Regions from separate parts of the Mus musculus genome. Here all the other regions are linked to region 1. A link is a contact called in public promoter capture Hi-C data. All regions are on one chromosome and are shown on one strand. The core of a region is the stretch at or near the end of the contact, and the rest is flanking DNA. Distances in the headings are between cores, read along the strand shown. Region 1 holds the start of Krtcap2 (keratinocyte associated protein 2). Region 2 holds the start of Dennd4b (DENN/MADD domain containing 4B). Region 3 holds the start of Gpatch4 (G patch domain containing 4).

Region 1 (3,127 bases), core at 547-3,046:
CTCCCTCTGCCTCTAGTGCTAGGATTAAGAGCCTGTGCCATCACTGTCTGGCTGAAAGACAAGGTTTTTGCCTTCCAACAATTTCTTTCAGCATATAAGAAACACATGGGACAGAGTGGAAGAGACAGAAGCTCTGGGCATTGCTGGGCGGAAGCTCTGGAAACCTCCAACAGGGCCGTGAAGACAGCAACAATGGCGGGCTTCGGGGTTTCTGGGTGAGTCTTTCACGGGGCCACAACTGCTTGCTTTTCCCAGCATGTGGCTTTCCAAGTGGCTCGGTCCTGATGCCGACTTTGTTTTATGAGCCCTATTCTCCATCAGATCTCTATATGAACCATCTAACAAGAATTATCACACACAAAAACTGATCTATCAGGGCTGGAGATGTGCCTCCATTGGGAGAGAGATTGCCTAGCATGTTCAAGGACCTGGGCTTAATCGCCAGCACCTCATAAACTACATGAGGTAGTGCTAATCTCAGGACCTGGGAAGTGGAGGCAGGAAGATCAGCAAGTCAAGGGTTTAGTCATTCACAGCCACACAGGAAGTTCAAGGCCAGTGTGGGCTACAGAAGGGAGGAGAAGAAAGGAAGAGAGAAACAAGCGGATGCAGAGAAAGAGAGTGAGCTCTAGCGGTTATTCTCTATTCTCCTTCTGTCAGGGGTCCTGCTATTGGTAACATCCCAGTGAACACAGACTTCACAATCTCCTCCAGCAGCAGTCAATAGTGCGGGCTCAGTTCCACATCAGAATCCCTCAGTGGGCTTGGTTTTGCTTTCTTCTCTCACAGGGACAAAGAACACCTTCTCCTGGATGCCTATCAGACATCAGCCCAGGCTTGACTGTTCACTTGAAACCTGTCCTGAGAGCAGACCAGGTTGGCCTTTTTCTTTCTTTTCCTCTCCCTCCCCTCCCCTCCCCTCCCCCCTTTTTGTGCTTCTCTTCCAGCTCCAATAAAATGCTTAATCTGAAAGCATCTTCTGTCTTCAAGATTGTGTTAAGCAAATGTATTTCTCCTTTATCATCTAAGCACAGGGAAATTCGGCATCATGTTTGGGAGAGGTTTAAAAAAAAAAGAGTCCAGTTAACTATTGAGTTTCACTTACTCTCAGGGAAGATTTTTGCTTGGAAGCCTTTACCAAAGACCAGATTCTCCAGATTATTGAAGGCCTGGGTGATGTAATTAAGGAGAAACTCACGCAACAAGATAGGAAGTAGAGGGACTGCAAAGCCCTTGCCACCCACTCCCGCCCATGTTCTGTTCATACACCCCCGCCTCCCCTTCCAGCGCGAGGAAGATACAGTCAGGGAGAAGACGAAAAGGCCGGAGCCCAGCAGGCCCCCCTGAATGGTGAGCCACTCGGTGGAGGCCAGCTGGCGGCTGTAGATCTGCATGCCAGCGAAGAGCAGCAGGGACAGGAGGGAGGACAGCGCCAAGGAGGTCCCGGTACCGACTACTATAAATGAGAAAAAGAGTCAGGCTAAGATTCAGGCAGATTCACTCCGGAGCTTGGCTCACCAACCACTTCCAAGTGACCCAGCCCCCACCCCACAGCGACCTCCAGGAACCACCCGGCCCTGCACACCCAAGTTCCCGCCTGTCCGGAGGAAATGCTAGTTCCCAGGACACGTCAGCTTTACCGAGGCTACGGAGAAAAGAGGACCACCCCAACGCCCACTCCCGCTAGAGCAGCCCGGGCATCCCGCCGGTGCGGTTACCCATCACGCCCCGTCCGTGGTCCAATCCGTGTCCCTGGAGAAAGAGGGGAGCCAAAGCCGGCGCGGTTGTCTGTACGCAGGCGTCGGGGCCAACGTGGACTTGCTTTACTTCTTCCTCTACGCGCCTTGGGTGCAGCGCCCTCTTGTGGCAAGGAGGAAATAATGCTTCTAAGAGCATTCTAGGCCACCGCCCTGCTTGGTCTCCAGCCTTCTGTAGCCAAGGCATCTGCTGTCTCTCTGGACAAGCTGCACTCATCTTTCAGTCATGATCCCATGGCCTAGAGTCACCTGTGCCTTCATTGCTATTCATGTCATCTCCCGTACAACTTCCTCAGACCTCCCTGACCCACTATAATTGCCTCAACAACTCCCGAAGATATGTGCCACCCAAGATGTAGCACCGTCCACCTGGAGTTGTTCTTCTGAAACGAGCTTCGTGCTTTATGTGAGTAGTATGACCAGGAATCGATGCAAGCTTCTAATAGGAGGAATGGTTCCTACCTCAAATACCCTCCATGTTACCCACCCCCTAGACCGCCTTTGGAGAACCACGTGGGAAGAACTATTTCCCACCCCCTACCTCGACGGACGCAGTTCGAAGCTAGTCCCTGGAGCATGCGCAGTGACATCTCACCCTCCCCACCCCTCCCTTCACCCCACCCGGCTCCTGCATTAAGCCCCGGGTTCGCAGCAGCAGCCAGGATCGGGCACCCGGGGGCGGGCGGGCACAGTAGGGCCATGGCTGAGGGTGAGGATATGCAGACCTTCACTTCCATCATGGATGCACTAGTCCGCATCAGTGTGAGTTAAGGTGGGGTCAAGGGGAAGGGAGGGGATGTAAAGGGTCGGGGCAAGCCAGACCCTTGAACAGGTGGGGGTCCAGGAAGAATATGGATTATAGAGAAGGGATTAGTTAAGACAGAAATGACTGGGAGGGCGGAGACGCAAGTGTGGAGGGATCCTGGGGACAGCCGAGTGGTGAGACTCCCGTTTGCTGGGGTGTAGGCAGCGAGAAGCTGCCCGGACCCAGCGGGTAGGCTTGGGGTAGCTGCCAGGCGTGCACCAGGGCTATGAGAAGGGGCATGTGTGAGCTTGGATGTTTTCCAAGAAACTGAGGACAGGTGTGGCGGGGGGTGGGGTGGGGTGATGAAAAAACCGCTCCTGGGTGCAGTTCCCAATTTGGACCCCTCCCGACCACCCCCCCTACCGCCCCCAACCCCCCCCCCCGCTAGCTGCCGTGCAGCCTCCCGTTGCCATGGTAACCCGTGCCCGTCTCTCCCAGAGGCGGTGCCAACCCTGCTCCCCCCCACCACTTCCTTCCCCCTCCCTCCCTCTCCCTCCCTCCTTTGTGTCAGCTGCGCCCCTGACCGGGATGGCTGCGAAGAGAGGGACCAAGGTGAGGTGTGGGG
Region 2 (3,448 bases), core at 711-3,210, 1.0 Mb before region 1:
TTTTTCCCAAAGAACCCAAACTCCACTCTACAACACACAACTGACATATTCCTCACCTATTCCTTTAAAGGCCTGCCTCTCCTTGCCCGCTACAATTACGTCTCAGAGAACACAGTATTTTCTGTAATGGCCTGCAATGACATCATTCACTCTGGCTACCACATTACACCAACTTTTGCTTTGTCAAAGGTCTCTGCTCTTGTAGCAACACCACAAGAACCTTCCGATGCAGCTAATGTTCTTAAAGCACCCATCCTTTCATTTCTAGAAGACTTTACAGATGCCTAGGAAGGCTTACAAAACCCAAGATTTAGCTTCTGCTCATCAGATTTCAAGTATCCTTTTTTTTCCCTAGCTTAACTTTACCTAGTTGGCCAAGCAACCAGGACTTTCCCATCTCCAGGATCCTTAGGTGTCTGTAGTTAGGCACAAAGGGACTGTAGGAGTCAGCTCCAGTCATGCCATGCCCGCGCCACCCAGCCCAAGACAGAATCGGGGCCACAACAGCCTATTGGTAACTTATCTCACCTGCCTCCATGGCCTGACCCTGGGGAGTGGAAGCCCCAAGAGTCCTGAGGTGCCCCAGGGTGCTGAAGGTGGGAAGAAGCCTGGCGGGTAGCTTGCAAGGGGCTAGAGGCTGAGAGAGTGCTTCAGAGGGGAAGGGAGGCTACTTCCTGAAATGGCTGCGAAGGGGAAGCTGTCGCTAGCTCAGCATAAGTCAGCCTATGGGTGTGTGGTATCGCTGGGGGGGCGGGGGGGATAGTACTGTTTAAGGTGCCAGCACAGCATCAGACCAACGCAGACCTCCCACTAAGGGTCCTGTGCAAGGCAGGGAAGCTTTTAGTGTCTCCAGGATGCACAGTCTATTTAACCTCCCGCTCTTCCTCAGAGAACTAGAGCCAAACCGACTGTCTTCTCAACCTGGCCTCTGGACACACATGCCCCAACTCAAGCTAAATTTAGCTTGAGCTTCTCTACATCTGAGAGGTGAAGCCAGGAGTCAGCGTCAGCCTCCTGATTTAACTCCAGGACACAGCTCACTCTCTCATCCACTGCAGGCCAATAGTAGTTCTGTGCTCCAGACAGTAGGCAAAAGCCGTTAGATGAGACCCTCTATAGGCAAGTGGGTGGTCCCGGATCAACAGGACTTGTGTGTCCAGGCCTTCCCTTATCCAGCCAGGGAAGAGTCCTATAGAATGCAGCCCCTTCTCCCTTGGGGGAAAACAACGGCACTGGAGCCACTTTGGGTCCCAACGCCCACATGCCGAATGACGGGAAGTCGGGGCTAGGGCAGAGGGCGCGGCGCGGGGGAGGTGGCTGAGCAAGAGGCCGGAGGGCCGAGAGAAGCGCGCGCGGGGACTGCCGAGGACGTGACGGCAGCAGCGCCAGCAGCCGCGTGACCCAGGCGGGAAGGAGGGGTGCTCTGGCTTGAGCGCCCGCGGGAGCTCCAGGTTGTAGGATGTCGAGCACAGCTAGCTAGCTCTGGGTTGCGCCCTCCCCTCCACTTTCACTTCTCTGGGAGGGAGGAAGCGGAACCAGATGCGCAGCGTAGAACAGCTGGGGACAGTCCCTGGAGCCGCCCGCCCTCCGCCCGCCCTAACCCGCCCGCCGCCCCGCCCGGTCCGGCCCCTACCTGCCTGCCCTGGGACTCCCCAGCCGGCCCGCTGGCGGGTGGCTCTGAGGGCGGGCTGGCGGGCCGGCGGGCGGCTGGGCTGCTATCCAGCCCCGGACATGGCGCACTCGACTTAGGAGCCGCTCGCGCCCGGGCTGAAGGAAGAAGCAGCAGCCGAGGGCGCCGGGCACGGTGGAAGAAGATCTGGGCGGTCCCAGCGTCCCCGCGCGCTGCGCCACGCGGGGACTGCTGCCACACCACACCGCTAGTTCCAGCCGCGCGGTCCTCCCGGCTCCCACGTTGCTGGGGACCCCAAGCTCTTCAACGCGCCCTGCTTTCTCCACTCATACCCGCCCCCCACCCCCCCAGGAGCCGCGGGCGCCTCCGCTATTCTGCCCCCCCCCACACACCCGGGCCTGCGGCCGTGACCCTGGCTAGCGCCGGCCCAACACCCTGCCGCCTGCAGTGCGACCCCTGGTGGCTGGGAGGGCCCCCTGCAACCAAGCGGATTCCCACCACCCGGAGGAAAAAGCAAGACACTGACCCCAGATGGCCCCGAAGTCAGAGTCGGTGCTCCTGTCCTGCCCTACCGTCAGATGTGGCCACTGTGCCACAGCGAAGGCCCTGAAGACCTAGACCTGGGAAACCCAGGTGACTCCCCACTTCCACGTTTAGAACCCACTGGCCAGAGCCAGAAACTCTCAGTTCTTCTTTCGAGAAATGACAAGAACATTGAAAAAGAGGAAGAAAGGCATGAAGCCGAATAGTGGAGGTGTAGCACTCCTTTCACTATGCTGGGTGAAGTCTAACAAAGCCTTCGTGGAACATGGTTGTCTCCCAAGGATCTATTGCGTTAAACCCAAATGGAGCAGTGAAATGGATGAATCGACATACAGTCCTCAGAACATGAGATTGCTTAGGTCCCCCAAACATAAACCAAGTAAGCCAGCTAGGCCTGCTTACTTCTCTCTAGAAGCATCAACACTGGCAATAGCCTCCTCCAGGAGAGGGGAGGATTTTCTAACAGAAACAACTGTGACTTGGGACAACAGCCTCTCCTTACCCAGGGCTTCAGAAGAGTAACTTGTCAGGCTAGTCACGGTGCCCCATCCCCTGATGCTGCAGCAGGCAGGGCCTTAAACAAACAAGGGCACATAAGGTGACTTCCTGCTGCCTCGGTGAAGTCTGTATAGGCTTTAGGATACATCCAGTTTGGGACCTAAATCTGAGAATGGTGCTTCCGCACAAGCACAAAAGTTCTGAGAGGATTAACGCACACCCGTAGCCCTAGCACTAAGGAAGCCAAGGTGCCAACGGGCACGTGTGACTTCTAGGTAGTCTGCCCTATGTAAGAGAAATCCTGTCAAAAAACAAACAAACAAAAATGCAACACAAAAGAACCTATGGCACCAAACCTCCTTAGGTCCCCAGCCATGTACCAAATAGCCAAGCACACAAAAGGTTTAATAGGATTTTTTATTAACATATAATATATTTAATAAAAAATAATATCCATTCTGGCTCTCTCTTCCATTGCAAGGGGAAGAGAAATAGGGAGGGGCTGGTAGTGCCCATCCCTTCTGGACAAGCCCTCTCTCCAAGATTTCCCTCTACACCTTGCTTCCCAACAGGCTCTGACCTCCAGACAGACGGTTTTCAAAGTTACAAGTGCTTTTAGGCCCTCCCTTGAATTCCCCCAAGCCCACCAGACATACAGCATTCAGGGGCCACCTGGCCAAGCCCCTTCCCTTTCCTCAGTTTTAGGATCCTTCATTCATATTAGAAAAAGGATCTGGGGGCAGAGAGTAGTCTCTACTGGCCAGGGGGAAGGGATGA
Region 3 (3,450 bases), core at 536-3,035, 1.2 Mb after region 1:
TAAGGGACTATGCTCTTGTGTACTCTGGTGTCTAGGAATACTCTTCAATTCTGCATAGCTAAATGCCCCAAAGCTCACAAAACCTTATAAAATGGAGGCAGGGTGTTAGCAATCGTGACAGTCGAGTTTAGGAAGAATCACATGTCTATCCACCTTTCCATTAGGAAGGATGATTGCATGAAGCCCAAATGAAACGGAACTGTGAATACAGCAACACAAAAACGGGGTAAAGAAGTGGTCTTCTTGACCAAAGTGTGGACACTTAACCCCTTCCTAGAAATGGGAACAAAACACCCATGGAAGGAGCTACAGAGACAAAATTTGGAGCTGTGACAAAAAGATGAACCATCTAGTGATTGCCATATGCAGGGATCCATCCCATAATCAGCTTCCAAACGCTGACACCATTGCACACACTAGCAAAATTTTGCTGAAAGGACCCAGATATAGCTCTCTCTTGTGAGACTATGCCGGGGCCTAGCAAACACAGAAGTGGATGCTCACAGTCAGCTATTGGATGGATCACACGGCCCCCAATGCAGGAGCTAGAGATATTACCCAAGGAGCTAAAGGGATCTGCAACCCTATAGGTGGAACAACAATATGAACTAAGCAGTACTCCGGAGCTCTTGTCTCTAGCTGCATATGCATCAAAAGATGGCCTAGTCGGCCATCACTGGAAAGAGAGGCCCATTGGACTTGCCAACTTTAGATGTCCCAGTACAGGGGAACGCCAGGGCCAAAAAGGGGGAGTGGGTGGGTAGGGAATTGGGGGGGGTGGATATGGGGGACCTTTGGGATAGCATTGAAAATGTAAACGAGGAAAATACCTAATTAAAAAAAAATTAAAAAAAAAAAAGAAGTGGTCTTCTTGGATTTTTTTTGTTTTTGAGGGCTTACTAATTAGCCTGGCTAGCCTGGGTTACACTGGCCTGCCTCTCTCCCAGGTGCTACCTTGCTTCTTGAAATGGAAACAGAAGTAAAATTTAGATGCTGAGGTCACCATGCAAATACCACTTATTATAAATACCAAATTATTTCTGACTATTTTAACAGTAAGAATAATCATACCCCACACTTGTAGTGCATTGACTCACCACGAACCTGCTATTAACTGCTTCACATGGATTGTCTCATTGATGCCTGCCAACATCTTATAAGAAGGTATTACTTAGCCTTAATTTACAAAGAAGAAATCGAACACTGCTAATTCGAACACCAAACAACTGGCAAGTAGTGGATCCAGGATTGGTAGTGAAGCATTTCATGAGCAACTCACTGCTTTGTACCTTTACAGCTTCTTTCTTCTGCTGTAAGCCTTCCCCACATTCTATTTCTCATCACAGTAATTCAAAACCACACTTCCCGGAAGGCGGAGGCAAGCTTTATTTCCCAGCCCTTGAGAATCGTTCAGCGTTTCTGGACTGAAATGAGTGACACAGTAGGAATCGTTTTTTAACGCACTTGCAATGGGCCGGCGTGGGCAGACGCAGCCTGATCTGCGAAGGCTGCAAGTACACTGAGACGCGGTCTCCTTTCCAGCCAGTTTCCAGGGATGTCCAGAGCCACCCGTTTGCAGCAGCCTAGAGGACCAGCCGCCGCCTTTTCCTCCGGTTATAAATCCAAGCCCCGCAGCCACAGAGTCAGCAGGGTGGAACTACTCTCCGATCTTCGCCCTTGCTCCCGCCCCTGGGGAAAGCAAGCTCCTTACCGTCAGTGTACAGTCCTCTCCGTGGAAGCACGTGTGACACCCGACTTGGGTGCAGCCATCTTCCCGGAAGTGAACTTTGGCCCTTCTAGGATGCAGAAACCATAGAGACGTCCTGACAGTAGCCACTCCCCTGGATGTTTGCCACGGAAACTGAGTTCCAGGCTGGGTGCTAGTTTCCTTCCTGCAGTTGTTGGAAGCCAATGCGCCGCCCTAACCTCTGTTTCGGGTCCCCCACCCCCACCCCCACCCCCGACCCTATCCTGAGCTTTCCGGAGTTAGTGCCTCCCTTGAGGCAAGGACACTCAGGCTCTGCGTAGCGGGATCAGCACTGGTTGCACACTACCTTGTCCCTTTCGTACTGGGAACACAAGAACACTTAAGACTCGACCCTTAACTTGGAGGAGCATGTAGACTTGCTCCAAGAAGAGGAGACGAAAAGGGGTCCAGGGCACCGGAGCTGCAAGTACACCATTCCCACCAGCAGTTGTAGGCTTCTGCGGCCGGCCGGCCGCCCAAAAACAAGGGAAAAGAGCGTTTCATATTGCCTCCCCATATGGGAATAGCCATTTGCTTGTTATCTAGAACGCAATTACGGCAAAGGATATAATAAAGAAAATACACTGAGGGCAGAAGAGATAGCTAACCCATTAAGAGTGTTTCAGATTGAGTTCCCAGCACCCATATGGATTCCAGAGGATCCAACACCTTCTAACTTCTGAACTGCAGATGCATACATGCAGGCAACGCACACACACATATAAAATTACATCCTTAACAATTAATTAAAAAGAAAAGAAATTACAGTGGGGGATCTTCAAGAGCATCCAAGTCTAGTTACCAGTATCCATGTTGGGTGGTGACACATGCCTTTAATCCCAGCACTCGGGAGGCAGAGGCAGACGGATTTCTGAGTTCGAGGCCAGCCTGGTCTACAAAGTGAGTTCCAGGACAGCCACGGCTATACAGAGAAACCCTGTCTCGAAAAACAAAACAAAACAAAAACAACAACAAAAAAAGATGCACAGTATCCATGTTGGGTATTCACAGGTACCTGTAAACTCCAACTCCTGGGGACCCATGGCCTCTGCTGGTATCTATAAACATATACACAGGCCCACTCACAGAAACACATAATTAAAAATGAATCTTTAAAAAAGCAAAACAGAACAAAACAAAACAAAACCCATGATAGCAGAAACAGAGATGCAATGGGTGAATTCTGAAAATCATCCTACTACCCTGACCATGTCAAGAGAACGGGAGTCTTTTGTAACAAAAGAGTTATCTGGTCACATCTGTGTATCATTTGTGTGAGGCCCATATTAGGATAGTGTCTTAATTGTTGTGAAGGAACAACATGACCAAGGCAACTCTTCTAAGGAAAAAAAATTTAATTGGGGCTGGATTACAATTTCAGAGGTTCAGTTCATTATCATCGTGGTGGGAGGCATGGCAGCCTGCAGGCAGACATGGTGCTGGAGGAGCTGAGAGTTCTACATCTTAATCCAAAGGCAGGAGACAGGGACTGCCTTCTGCAGGCAGCCAGGAGGAGACTGGAATTCCACATTGAGCAGAGCTTAATCATGGGAGACACACACATCCTCTGCCAAGGCCACATCAATTCTAACAAGGCCACACCTCCTAATATTGCCATTCATTTTGGGCCAAACATTCAAACACATGATTCTATGGGGGCCAAACCTATTCAAATTCAAATCACCACAGGCAAATAGGAGCAT

The links. Promoter capture Hi-C pulls out the DNA fragments that hold promoters and counts their contacts.
Region 2: a contact with region 1 is called in a promoter capture Hi-C map of pre-B cells, with 2.1 times the contacts expected there. The contact joins the promoter of Dennd4b here to the promoter of Krtcap2 in region 1. A contact is called at or near these places in 1 of 39 promoter capture datasets (pre-B cells) and 1 of 115 datasets of contacts at active chromatin or transcription factors (pancreatic cancer cells).
Region 3: a promoter capture Hi-C map of liver shows a contact between it and region 1, with 4 times the contacts expected there. The contact joins the promoter of Gpatch4 here to the promoter of Krtcap2 in region 1. A contact is called at or near these places in 2 of 39 promoter capture datasets (liver and pre-B cells) and 1 of 115 datasets of contacts at active chromatin or transcription factors (pancreatic cancer cells).

What each region holds. Positions count from the first base shown.
Region 1 is chr3:89,245,107-89,248,233 of GRCm38.p6, reverse strand. Krtcap2 (keratinocyte associated protein 2) reads right to left here and starts at 1,796. Exons shown (of 5, transcript NM_025327.3): 1 at 1,719-1,796; 2 at 1,302-1,456; 3 at 1,106-1,169. The coding sequence starts at 1,722. Trim46 (tripartite motif-containing 46) reads left to right here and starts at 2,337. Exons shown (of 10, transcript NM_183037.2): 1 at 2,337-2,519. The coding sequence starts at 2,457.
Region 2 is chr3:90,263,747-90,267,194 of GRCm38.p6, reverse strand. It overlaps Dennd4b (DENN/MADD domain containing 4B), which reads right to left and starts at 1,960. Exons shown (of 28, transcript NM_001356483.1): 1 at 1,634-1,960. Crtc2 (CREB regulated transcription coactivator 2) reads right to left here. Exons shown (of 14, transcript NM_028881.3): 14 at 3,070-3,448.
Region 3 is chr3:88,041,441-88,044,890 of GRCm38.p6, reverse strand. Gpatch4 (G patch domain containing 4) reads right to left here and starts at 1,785. Exons shown (of 8, transcript NM_001110809.2): 1 at 1,712-1,785.